Linked DNA regions of Drosophila melanogaster: all the other regions are linked to region 2. Evidence: chromatin contacts called from public Hi-C and HiChIP or PLAC-seq data. All regions are on one chromosome and are shown on one strand. The core of a region is the stretch at or near the end of the contact, and the rest is flanking DNA. Distances in the headings are between cores, read along the strand shown. Region 1 holds the start of CaMKI (Calcium/calmodulin-dependent protein kinase I). Region 2 holds the start of Kif3C (Kinesin family member 3C). Region 3 holds the start of Zip102B (Zinc/iron regulated transporter-related protein 102B).

What was found. A called contact is a pair of places that touch in the nucleus more often than the background predicts. HiChIP or PLAC-seq counts read pairs in DNA pulled down with a chosen protein or histone mark.
Region 1: a contact with region 2 is called in an H3K27ac HiChIP or PLAC-seq map of the Kc167 cell line, with 2.5 times the contacts expected there. The contact joins the promoter of CaMKI here to the promoter of Kif3C in region 2. A contact is called at or near these places in 1 of 107 Hi-C or Micro-C datasets (the Clone 8 cell line) and 1 of 6 datasets of contacts at active chromatin or transcription factors (the Kc167 cell line).
Region 3: a contact with region 2 is called in a Hi-C map of the Kc167 cell line, with 1.5 times the contacts expected there. The contact joins the promoter of Zip102B here to the promoter of Kif3C in region 2. A contact is called at or near these places in 4 of 107 Hi-C or Micro-C datasets (the Clone 8 cell line, the Kc167 cell line, eye imaginal disc and 1 more).

The regions. Positions count from the first base shown.
Region 1 is chr4:442,956-447,392 of dm6, reverse strand. It overlaps CaMKI (Calcium/calmodulin-dependent protein kinase I), which reads right to left and starts at 1,889. Exons shown (of 8, transcript NM_166764.2): 1 at 1,745-1,889; 2 at 158-292. lgs (legless) reads left to right here and starts at 3,482. Exons shown (of 6, transcript NM_143665.4): 1 at 3,482-4,180; 2 at 4,239-4,437. The coding sequence starts at 4,000.
Region 2 is chr4:1,144,603-1,148,956 of dm6, reverse strand. It overlaps Kif3C (Kinesin family member 3C), which reads right to left and starts at 1,491. Exons shown (of 5, transcript NM_143682.4): 1 at 1,339-1,491. The coding sequence starts at 1,410. The region is part of intron 1 of CG32017; the gene reads left to right.
Region 3 is chr4:311,861-315,976 of dm6, reverse strand. It overlaps Zip102B (Zinc/iron regulated transporter-related protein 102B), which reads left to right and starts at 1,890. Exons shown (of 3, transcript NM_001297784.1): 1 at 1,890-2,229; 2 at 2,335-2,620; 3 at 2,679-4,116. The coding sequence starts at 2,131. The coding sequence ends at 3,187. Rnf11 (Ring finger protein 11) reads right to left here and starts at 1,054. Exons shown (of 4, transcript NM_001272124.1): 1 at 1,020-1,054.

The DNA.
Region 1 (4,437 bases), core at 640-3,139, 700 kb after region 2:
AGTTTAATGATCAAATGCGACATTAAGAATTGTCAGTTTCATATTTTCTTTCGGTGTACAGGCACAAAATGTATATCACTCTTTATTTTATTTATTCCGAGTTGTATTGGTGCCTATTTTCTTTTTAACGTCAACTCTAAATTATTAACTTCCTTACCTTCTCAAAACGCGAATTTCATTCTCCAGAGATTCTTCCTTTCCCTTTAGAGCTTTCTTATCGATAATTTTCACTGCAAAATGTTCGCCTGGCGAATCTTTGCTTTCGGCTAGGCGTACTTCTGAAAAGGCTCCACTTAAGCGGTAAAAAAAGGTTAGTCATTAAAGTATTTAAAAATCTTTTTGCTTAGCAGCACGTACGTCCCCAGAAGTCCGTGAAGATTGTATTTCTCTTCAATTGACACTTGCTTATTGAGCTCCTTTAAGTCCTTCGCCTTGGCTTTCTTGCCCGAATCCTTTTTGCCAAACAAAGGCATTTCTAAGCAAGTTGATTTTGAAGTAGTATGTATTTTAGATTGCCGAAATTCGCATGGTTATTACTCTTCAACAGTTTAAGCCAGACTTCTCACAGGGTTCTAAAAGTTATAACGACGAACCCTATCAGCGAAGACGATCATATATATTCACAAAAGCAGGTTACATACATACATAGCTAGACACAAAGCAATGCAGTTGTTTTCGGTTTGGGAGCTCAATTATTCCGCTCAGTAATGAGCCCAGCTGCCAAAGGTTAAATTTTAGCTGATTACCTTATATTGCGTACATCTGTAGTCGAAAACAGACACTTGCATATCACACAATATTTACGTATATATATATATATATATATATATATACAATAATATACAATATTTATATATATGCATATATATACATATACATATATAATATATAATTGGGTTTATTTACATATACATGTATAAGTTTTATACATGCTTAAGAAGTATTACGAATTAACCAAAACAAGCGCAGGATCTCGGTGGCTTCACTTGAAAGCAGAAAACAATTGAAGACGAATTTTCAAAACGTTCCCCATATTGCAGACTTTGTTGCAAGCCAACACGTTTCTATTTAAAAAAAATACATCAAATGTATCTAGAAACTGTTTACAGGTCCTTTTGTTTACACAAATATTTATTCAGTATTCTCCAAATCTATAAATACTTGTGCGTTGCAGCGTAATGTCTGTTTTAAAGGAATACACACGCTAGGAATTACAATTACTTTTAGTATTGATTTATTGATTTTCTTCAGGCGCTGGCGCAACCATTGTGGCAGTGTTGACCAGTCAGCTATTTTTTCCTAAAAACTTTGTACTACTAATCTATGTATATGTAGTTTTTCCCAAAAGCGAATTGTTAGTCATTTTTCTCTGGAGCGCTTATATGTATATACATATAGCATAGTAAGTTAGTGATTATACATCTTACCTTTTTATTTGCAAAGCAAATGTAATGAATTTGTTTTTTGATTAGCTCATAGACTATCGGACACGAACAAAAAAATTAATTTTTCAAGTTATGTCGTTATTTTTTTTACATAATACTTAATACTATACATTTATACAGTTAAAATCTTTCAAAAAAGTAACTTTCAACCAAATCCGGAAATAAATTCTCAGTACGATTTTCACAAATTGGTTTACCGTGACACACTGCTCCATTGTTTCCAAATCTTAGCGGAACTTTAAACGTGACAAACTTATTTTGAAACATTAGCATTGACTGTTAAAATTGTGATACGTCACCTGGTTCTGGTTAAGTCAAAACAAATTGAACAAAAATTTCTTGGTGATTAAAAATATTTAAATAAATTTATATCTGTACTCTATTGATTTCCTATTGATATTTTGGAACTAAACCTTGGAACCAATCTTGGAAATTATAATTCTTGCGAACGTTCATGGACAGGAACAGGGCGAGACATTTCATTCCAAAGAAACAGTTGGGAAATGAAAACGCTTTAAGTTCTAATTAAAACAACTACCACTAGACTGAAGCTTAAGAAATAAATGCTTAAGCTAAATGTATTATATAATTTTTATTATCTGCAACATTTTAGTGAATAAACAGTTAATAATTGGAGTACATTCAAATTTGTATGTTGTTCTCAGATAGGTGACTGTGGCATGGATAATAGCATTTTCACACAGATACCAATATATCCGTTAAATTCTTAAAGTGAAAATTTTCAAGTTAATTAAAATTATTATGGATTTTTAAAAGAACTTTTTGAGGCAACACTTACTGGTTAGTAATCTATATAATGTAAGCATTAAATCAAACTTTTAACTTATAAGCATTTTATGGAATCATAAATATTCTTAATTGCTTTTAAATAAATTAAATTTAAATTAATAAATTTTAATAAATTAAAATCTCGCTTAGGTGTTTGCGACTATGGAAAACATGCTTAATATCCTAAGACCAAAAAATTTACAAATTTTTTTTTTTTTAATGCGTATCTTGATTTAGAGATTCAAGACCAAAATATATATATATATATATATTAAATAACATTCAAATCATAGAAGCATTTTAAATTAAATTTAATTTAAATTTAAATTAATAAATTTTAATAAATTAAAATCTCGCTTAGGTGTTTGCGACTATGGAAAACATGCTTAATATCCTAGGACCAAAAAATTTACAAATTTTTTTTTTTTTAATGCGTATCTTGATTTAGAGATTCAAGACCAAAATAGCTGTCATATATATATTAAATAACATTCAAATCATAGAAGCAATACTGTTTTGGGATTTGTCTAAGCAACAAACATTTTTGTTTAAATGAAAACATAATTGCATTTCATTTTTTATTCATGAATTAATGCAAAACAAGAGAAAACTCTTTAGTAGATATCCCCGATATGAGATACCCGCAACTCAGCAAGTTTTTTGTTAAGATAAAATGGGAAAAAAGCTAAAATAGCTTTGACAAATGTGGACGTGTCAGTTTTGGGTGGCTTATGGGTGTTTTGCAGACAAATATAAAGGCAGAAACACACGGAAAGACGGACATAGCCAGATCAACTCATCTATAACTATCCTGATAAAGTACATATATCTTTTACTCCACGTGCAATGGGCTATATTATTTGTGAGAACAACACAACGACGCCGGCTGTTCAGATATTTATAAGAGTTTTGCGATATCCCTGTTATTGAGCAAATATAGATAATAAAAAAGCAATAAACGGAACTAAAACTAAGTTTTTTTTTCCAACCAATGTGAAGAAAATTATTACCTCAAATTACAACGGGGACGACAACCACCCAAGAAAAAATATGTTTTTCCATATATATATGCAAATGCTTCGATTTGTAATTCAAAATAATAAAATATGAGATTGCTGACTGAGCTGCATTGGTCTTGCTTAATAGGGTCTTAAATGAGTAGTGGATGTTTTATGGAATACCCTGGTTATTTATGACTTAAAGCTACCAGATCTGGAATTCTAGTATGAAAGTAATAATTATACCAAATTTGGTTTGTTCGAATTATCGCGGTCTGGTCACATATAAGGGTAGTAATTACATTTTTTATATATTAGATTGCTTCTCTTATTATGCGAGCTGTTTATTCCAAAGTATGTTCGCAATTTTCGACTCCTGCTAACATAACGCACGGTTAAAGCAGGAACATTTGGGCCTATAAGCCCAAAATTTCATTAGCTTAATACGATGCTCCGAAGTGTTATTGCATTTGCACATATACATAAAATTGTGACATAGAATAGGAGAATTCCACATACAAATACAAAAATACAAAATCCTCCAGTAAAATTTAAAACGATATCGTGTTTTGCTTCGCGTATCTCACGTGAGATGTAATCGCATGCATATGAGTGGTGAGTGCCTGCGTGCAGTTCCTGGTCTAAATATGCTTAATTGCGTTCGCCGACTTCAAAAGCAATAAAACGATGGATTTTAATTGCTACTTGAGCAATTAGCCACACAAGGGATCTTGGGAAGGTCGATTTGAAGGAATTCGATTTCTAGGATGCTCTCGACAACAATGCCCCGCAGTCCAACCCAACAACAGCCGCAACCAAACTCCGATGCCTCCTCAACAAGTGCATCTGGATCAAATCCTGGAGCAGCGATCGGAAATGGGGACTCGGCGGCGAGCAGAAGTTCTCCGAAGACCCTTAATAGCGAACCCTTTTCTACTTTGTCGCCGGGTAAGACTTGTATTGATTTCTCTTTGTCCGGAATTATAACAACTTTCTGTGTTTCCAGATCAAATAAAATTGACGCCAGAAGAAGGCACTGAGAAAAGCGGACTATCAACTAGTGATAAAGCTGCCACTGGAGGAGCCCCAGGCAGTGGAAATAATCTGCCCGAGGGACAAACTATGCTAAGGCAGAACTCTACGAGCACAATCAACTCGTGCCTAGTCGCTTCTCCACAAAACTCCAGTGAACACTCGAATAGCAG
Region 2 (4,354 bases), core at 242-2,741:
TATTAAAAAATAAATTAATTTTATGATCGCAAAAAATCTTAGCTTTATATAACTTTGAAGTATATTCACCCCAAGACAATTATAATTTCGTAGGCATTTCTATCGGCTTTTGTGTCAGTTTGCTGACTTTGATTAATTCAAAGTTTGATTATTTAAGATAACCGAACGCCGTAAATTAAATCACCGAAAAGCTGCTAATCGCACTGATGACCAGAGAGAGAGAGACAGTCAAAGAAAATGTTGTATTGTATTACTATCTCAGAAATGTGATACTTATTATAGAAAAATGAATTAAATAGGCTTTAGATTCTAGGAGCTCTTGCACATAAAAGCAACAACTATCATAATATTAAAAATTATTCAAATGTGTGGGCGTGACCGGTTTGGCGGCCTTAGGGTGTTAGAGGTGGCGTGGCAAAAAGTTTTTTTGGCAAAACGATAGAAATTTACAAGACAAATAAAATTATGAAAAAATATCCAATAATTTTTCTAAAATGGTGGCGTTGCGACCACGACCACAATTTTTGAGAAATGTGTTGTATTTTTTCACATCTTTATTAGTCTCGTACGTTTGGGTTTCTTACAATAATTTAATTAATATCTATCGATTTGCAATAAAAAAAAATTTTTGTCACGCCCACTCTATTGAACAATTTTTTATACTTTAATTAGTCTTGTAAATTTCTATCGATTTGCAAAAAAACCGGTCACGCCCACACTTTTGAACAATTCTTAAATTTTATCCCATCTTATTCCCCAATATTTATCGATATCCCAGAAAAATTATGATATTTCGAGTTCGCGTTCACACTAGTAACGGGTAACTGATAGCCGCGGAAATTGACTACAACATTCTCTCTTGTTTAAATTATCTATACGAAGTCTGCCGGGAAGCTAGTACTTAATGTAAACATATCTATTAATTGCGTATTTATAATGCGTGTTCGGAGCGGATCGCCAGGGCCTAGTCATGCATAGGTGTATCACTTTACTAACACAACTTTATTAACCTGCATGATAAGTCCCAGTCTCCAAGGAATCCTGAAAACGCTAAAACTTTCTTTTACCCAAATATGTTTTGTTAAGGGTATTGAAGGATTATCATCTTCCATATATTTAGAAAAGACAATGTTTAATGAATGTATTTAAAAGTTAGTGTTTTTGATTTCCACCAAGTCGCTGTAGTTTGGAAGTACAGCAAATTTGCTTTCCTTACCTGTTACACACTCTTAACAAAACAAAATATTTAAAATCCCAAAAGTGTTCGGCAAAAAAATTTAACCTTCTCTTTGTAATGTCGATATAAAGTCGATGTAATAAATTAAAATATACACTTACTTGACAGTTTCGTTCTTTTTCAGTTTGGTTCATCGGACGACATCGAACAACAACTTTAATATTTTCACTCATTTTCCTGTGTTGGTCAAAATAAGTCTTAAAGTTTACTTAAAATTCAACTAAAAATATTTATAATTGCTTCAAGAGAAAATCCATACATGAAATTAAAAGCTACTTTGAAAGTATTCGAAATACATTCACGTAAAGCTCCGAATTTAAATCATTTTCATACCATAATTTTGGTAGAATCAATAAGTCTTTCCCAACCTTGTGAAATGAAACCGCTCATCATCCAAAGTTTTAAAGAACTTTGAATTTCAAAGCAACATTTTTTACTTATGTGTATAAAATTGCCATTTGACTGAAGTAAAAATAAAGATTTTAGTCAAATTTTTAAATATCCTGATTTGGTATACCCTTTAACAATACGAGTAACGAGTAATAATACGAGAAAAAAGTGCTAAACGTTGCGTGCAACATAATAGATTATCGGCATTTTGTGAAAAACCACATGTTTTTGAATTCAAATAAAAATTTATGCATTCCATTATTATGCATAAGTATATAATTAGGTATATTATGGATAATTCGCATCGGCAGTTAAATGAAAATATAAAAATATACTTCCATTTTGAATTGCGTAAGAATATTGTATTTTGTATTAAACACAAGTTTTTTTGAAAACTTAGGAAATAAGCCTTTCTTATATCGTACGATCATAACGGGCGACACACAAGATTCGATTATACACTTAGCGTATTTTAAAATGGGTTATATAATTAAAGCTTGCCCATATTGCTTAATTTAGGCTAAAAACAAAAGAGTTAATTTTAATCCAAATTTTAATAAATTTTTGAAGCTAACAACAATTCGATATTACCCAGTGTGAAAAACCATTCTGTGCCTCACGATTTCTTCGAAATCGATAGGGAATGTATGGGAATGCTCTATTATAATACACATATAAACTAATTTTGCAAAGCTTTAAGCTCCCGTTTTGACCACTGTAACCTGAAAAGAGGGCTACGATTTTTGAACACGCGCACGCGTGATCTTAGGATGCAAGTCACATACGATATGAACCAACCCTCACTTAGTCACGTTTCCGCGGAGTGTTGTAGACGTCATAGCAAAGAGTATTCATTACAGGTACACGGTACCATATTTCAAGCAAAGCGCGTTTGTTAGGCATTACCGTCAAATATTAAAGATAATTAAATTTTGAAAATATTGTATAAATATTTCAAAAACTTACCAGTTAATTTAACAATTATTTGTACTTTTTAATTGTATTAAGTAAAACTTGTATTAATGATATGTATTTATAATAATTTTTTCTATTTAATTTTATTTTAATTTCATTCATTTCATCATTTAATTTTAAACAATCGAGTTTTTCAGATAATAATATGTAAGTTCTTAAATTGAGCTTTAACGACGTAGTGAATATCTATCTGCGCATGACTTAAATTTTAATTTTGTTCTTACGAAAACTGTGTATATAGGTACGAAAGCGATTCATTCATAAAATACATATACAGTTTTATACAACTCAAAACATTTAAAAAATGTATAAACGTAAATAAAAAATAATACATATATCATTATTGAGTTTTGTAATCTATTTATATATACATATATACATATATACATATTTATATATTTATATATTTACATATTTATATATTTATATATTTATATATTTATATATTTATATATTTATATATTTATATATTTATATATTTATATATTTATATATTTATATATTTATATATTTATATATTTATATATTTATATATTTATATATTTATATATTTATATATTTATATATTTATATATTTATATATTTATATATTTATATATTTATATATTTATATATTTATATATTTATATATTTATATATTTATATATTTATATATTTATATATTTATATATTTATATATTTATATATTTATATATTTATATATTTATATATTTATATATTTATATATTTATATATTTATATATTTATATATTTATATATTTATATATTTATATATTTATATATTTATATATTTATATATTTATATATTTATATATTTATATATTTATATATTTATGTATTTATATATTTATATATTTATATATTTATGTATTTATATATTAATATTTATTTATGTATATATGTATATATATGTAGGTTTTTTATATCTTTAATTATTTAAATGTTATAACAAAATAGGAATTCAAAGACTACCCACTATATACAATAATTCCTTTTCACGCTGCTGTATAAAGTTTTCTACGAATTTTTAAAGGATAGTACGTGCTTTTGGGTTGTATACAGTTTTCTATAAAGTTTAAAATATATAAATTCGTCACATTGGCTCTGTATACTTTTTAATATTAATATTCATCAACTGGAAGTAAAGGTAAAAAATTTGTTATGAGTAAAATTTTGTTTAGAAGTCCGAGGCCTAACGATTAATGATTATTACTTGTATCTAAGCTATTTTCGAAATACGGTATTTTTCAGCAGGATGACAGTTGACTCATGGATATCCAATAAAACATGGCTAAATTGCATTCGTTTTTTTTGTTCTGGGACGAAGAAATACATCTTTCTAAAAATGCATAATTGCCTTATTGGAAAATATCAAAAATACCGAAAAAAGTAAATGAAACATTTTTGCGAAAAACGAGCATTTGCACATTTTTAAAGCTAGTTGCACCAATAAATAAGTATTTACTGAGCACCCTGCACTATGAATTGCACATAAATAACATTTGTTTCAAAGAAGTTGAGTTGCTATTTTATATTAAGTAAATTGAAGCATTTATTTATATTTAAAACCACCAATAAAGGTTCATTATTAGGTAGCTCACACTTTCTAAAAATTTGAACTGTTATTGTATGAAAGCAACATAATGAGTTTGTTTGGGTACTAACTCGTTAGATTTTGTCAAGCGGACCTAAATACTTTTATAGACTTCTAAATACCTTTACCTTATGACTGCAAATTTGTAGTAAACCTAT
Region 3 (4,116 bases), core at 641-3,140, 830 kb after region 2:
CTACCAAACTTGCATCGTAGTTTGATGGGTAACATATGTTTTTTGACTTCATATCACCCCACATCTGCAAAATCTCGATGTGTTGTTTATCGATAAAAGATTGCCAAGACATAAAAATATTCAAAAAAAAACGAGTACCGCGTATAATGATATAAAATCTAGGATCTGTTATAGTTAATATTTCTACACCTTTACTTAAAAAAATTTTTGTTTCTTAACGGAAAAAACTGAAGAAAACTTTCCATTCCTTAAAAACTGGAAATTGATATATGATATGATGATATTTTTTTCATATGGACGTCTAGATACTTTCAATCTGTTGAATATCCTTATCGTGTATGTTTTACACTACATTGACATTGGACTTTACTTTTAAGGATATTTATACACACGCTTGTTAAGGGGAAGTACCAATCGCTAAAAGATTTATTATACTATTTCATACGCGATTTGGCTTGGCTCGTTTTAAACTTTGCGATGAACACTTGTACATCACACAACGATTGTTTATTTATTGATGCATTACCTTTACTCCGCACTGAGCAAATTGTAGTAACTAATAAAAAAATAGTGTTACAAAACGAGATATTCATTAAATTATATGGATGTATTTGTTTGATTACGATTCGTCACTCAACGTTGGAAGAATCCTGTTTTTGCCAATTCTGAACGCCAGATGAAGGTGCAAATATTCGTGATCCATCTATTCTTAAAAACCTTGGACGACTTATTCTATTTTCATTTAATTTTATAAGTTTATCGGAAATTAGCAAAATAATGAAACGTTTAAAACTCACATATACAGTACCAATTAGTACCAATCCCCAAGAAATCTTAAATTAATAAGTACGCATGCATGTATATAAAATGCACATATGTATACACAACTTTCATAATAAACAGAAACAATTTAGTTAGTTGATTTAAAAAAAAAAAAACATTAAATGTGACTTTCTTTGAAATTAGACTAGATTCGATTTAATAAAGCCTGATTTATTCCATATGCTTAGACTTTTTACCTATTTGACAATAAATAAACCAAAATCAACAGTGCTGTTAATAGTATGACCTTAGGTTACCAAACTGTTTATGTAAATGGTGTAATACACGTTGTGCACTGAGATAAATTACATTCTCACGTTGCGCTATACAATCATAATACGGAATACAACCCTCCATGTAGTACGAGAGAGTGATGTATCCCTAAATAACTTATTAAATAAATAAATTATAAGGATCTAGAATTTTTTATGTTATGTGATTTCTGACGATATATAGATAAGCCAAATGAGCAATTATTGTAGGATAACACACGGTGACACCAGGAAAATACTATATACCGCACACTTTAATATATTTACAGAATTTATTTAAAATATTAAAATTAACTGGTGACCGATCATAACCAGTAAAAGGTAGAGCAACTACTATAGGTTTTGCGAACAAGTTAAATTTTCCGATAAACAATAGCTTAAAGAAAATTTGGTTCACTAGCTCCATTCGAACAATTATTCTTAAAACCATTAAAGGTTTTTTCTTTTTTTTAAATTTCACATGAGAGCAAATAAAAAATCGGTTAAAAGTCGGTTGAGAATGCTTGGTACTATTTCTAAATATATATTATATATAAATTATATATATTATATTATATTATATAATATTATATATATTATTATATATTATATTATATATATTATCTTATATTATATTATATATATTATATTATATTATATTATATATGTTTTATATATATTATATATAAATTAAAAATGGTATCATACATTTGTATCGGACCATCTAAAACCGTTTTCAATAAGTTTGTATAATAAGCCAGTGGGTAAGACATGAAATATAATAACTTAAAGGTATTGTTCACAGTCTGGGAAAATTTCGTACGTCTGTAGGATCGCGAGTTTTAACGGGATGAGAAGAAAACAAATTGTATAGTTCTGTTGTGGTATGAGATGTTAATTTGGTTGAAGTGTTATTGTAGAATATGGTATAAGTTCCACAGTTGGTTGCTGCTATATGCGTTGTTAAAATGTTAATAAGGCTCATCTCTAGCGATTGAGTTGGCAAAAACATGTAGCTTTGATGGTATTATGCTCATTAAAATTAAGTTGGGCAATCATGGCTGAGGAGACAATAATTCTCATTTTATTAGTGTTGGTTATGCTTGTGGGGTCTTATTTGGCAGGGAGCATACCGATGCTGATGAAATTAAGCGAGGTCGGTACTAAACAATGGCATTTTAAATACAAAAAAAATTTAATGTGAGGTATTTGGAGCACCACTAGTGCATTAATTTGTTCTACTTAATAAATGTCATTAAAGGAAAAGCTAAAATGTGTCACTGTGCTGGGAGCTGGATTGTTAGTGGGAACTGCTCTCGTTGTTATTATTCCGGAGGGCATTCGATCATTGTATGTGGGGAGTGGCCAATCCCAAAAACGGACATCAGTTCCGGAGCAACCAGATTACTCACAGACCATTGGACTTTCTCTTGTGCTTGGATTTGTCTTCATGATGTTGGTGGACATCTCTCAGCGGAAGAGTAATGTTGGAAGTAATAAAAAAAACAATGCCACACTAACTCTTGGATTGGTTGTGCATGCCGCAGGTAAAGAAGCTTATATTGGTGTACCCACCATATCTTAAAAATTGTTGTTCTTTTGCAGCTGATGGAGTTGCATTGGGAGCAGCTGCCACCACTAGCCATCAAGACGTTGAGATAATTGTATTTTTAGCTATAATGCTTCATAAGGCACCAGCAGCATTTGGATTAGTGACATTCTTACTGCACGAAAAAGTAGACAGACATCAAATTCGCAGACACCTAGTCTTATTTTCCCTGTCGGCTCCCCTTATGACTATTTTAACGTATTTTGGGATCGGACAGGAGCAGAAGGACACGTTAAATTCCGTGAATGCCACTGGTATAGCTATGCTATTCTCCGCTGGAACATTTTTGTACGTAGCAACTGTGCATGTTTTACCAGAGCTTACCCAAGGGGGATTTACGAAAAGCGATCAGCATGATTATTGTTTGCTAGAGGAATCTCGAGGTGTTGCTACGAATGATATAAATGGAAGCAATAGTATTCAAGCACTAAAATATAGTGAATTGGTAATTCTGATTTGCGGCGCACTGCTACCCCTAATTATAACATTTGGACATAATCACTAGTAATGTAGTAATACATATATTTTTGTCAAATAAGATGAAGTAAAAGTTAAGGGATATTAAGCTATAAATATATTGGGTTTAATTTCTCGGATATACAATTATTAACATTAAGTGCTTTGCACAAAGATTTTGAATTTAATGAATTGTCGCATGAAAGTCAAATTTGGTACCGACGTCAACTTTTGTCAGCTTTCTGTAAAGTTGAGTGATTTGAGAGGCCTTATACGAGAATGTATTGTGAGTAAACCAAGCAAAATGAGGAAGGTCAAAAAGTAGTGCAAGAAATATTTTACTTTAATATTTAGACTTGCGCAGGCAGGAATAGTACGCAAGTCGGCGCCGAATTCATTGGCATCAGAATTTTGACTCCGGCTCCTATATACTATATGTTAATTTATAATTATATATGTTTTTATTGTATTTAATAACAATGGATAGTTTACGTTCTCAGAATGGTAGTAAAAAGTAAGAGACGGTTTAAAGGCAGCTTGGCAATGTCACCATTGGTTTACTGGATAACGTCTTCTGTTACGGCCTTAGATTACGGATTTCTATAACTACTTCTGCTATGACTTTCTACATTTATAGATACCTTTCTGCGTCTTTTCTACTTTAATTCTGCTCAACTTCTTTGCGGAATATTTTTCGCGCGTTCTTTATTTCCGCTGTTCTTGTCTTGTCTTGTAAATATGAATCATATCTTAGCAAAGATCTTTAAAAACTTCTTTGGCTATAAATGATGTGTATTATGGGCACTTCTCTTCTACTAGAACGTGAAAAAAACTGTTTCCCAAAATCACGACGACAAATAGCTTTGCTGACTGCAGTTTTAGGCAGTTTTTTAAACCATGGCGTTAAGTTGATCCATCTTTGTTTTTGACTATGACGAGTCTGCTGGCGAAATTCGGCGCCGACTTGCGTACTATTCC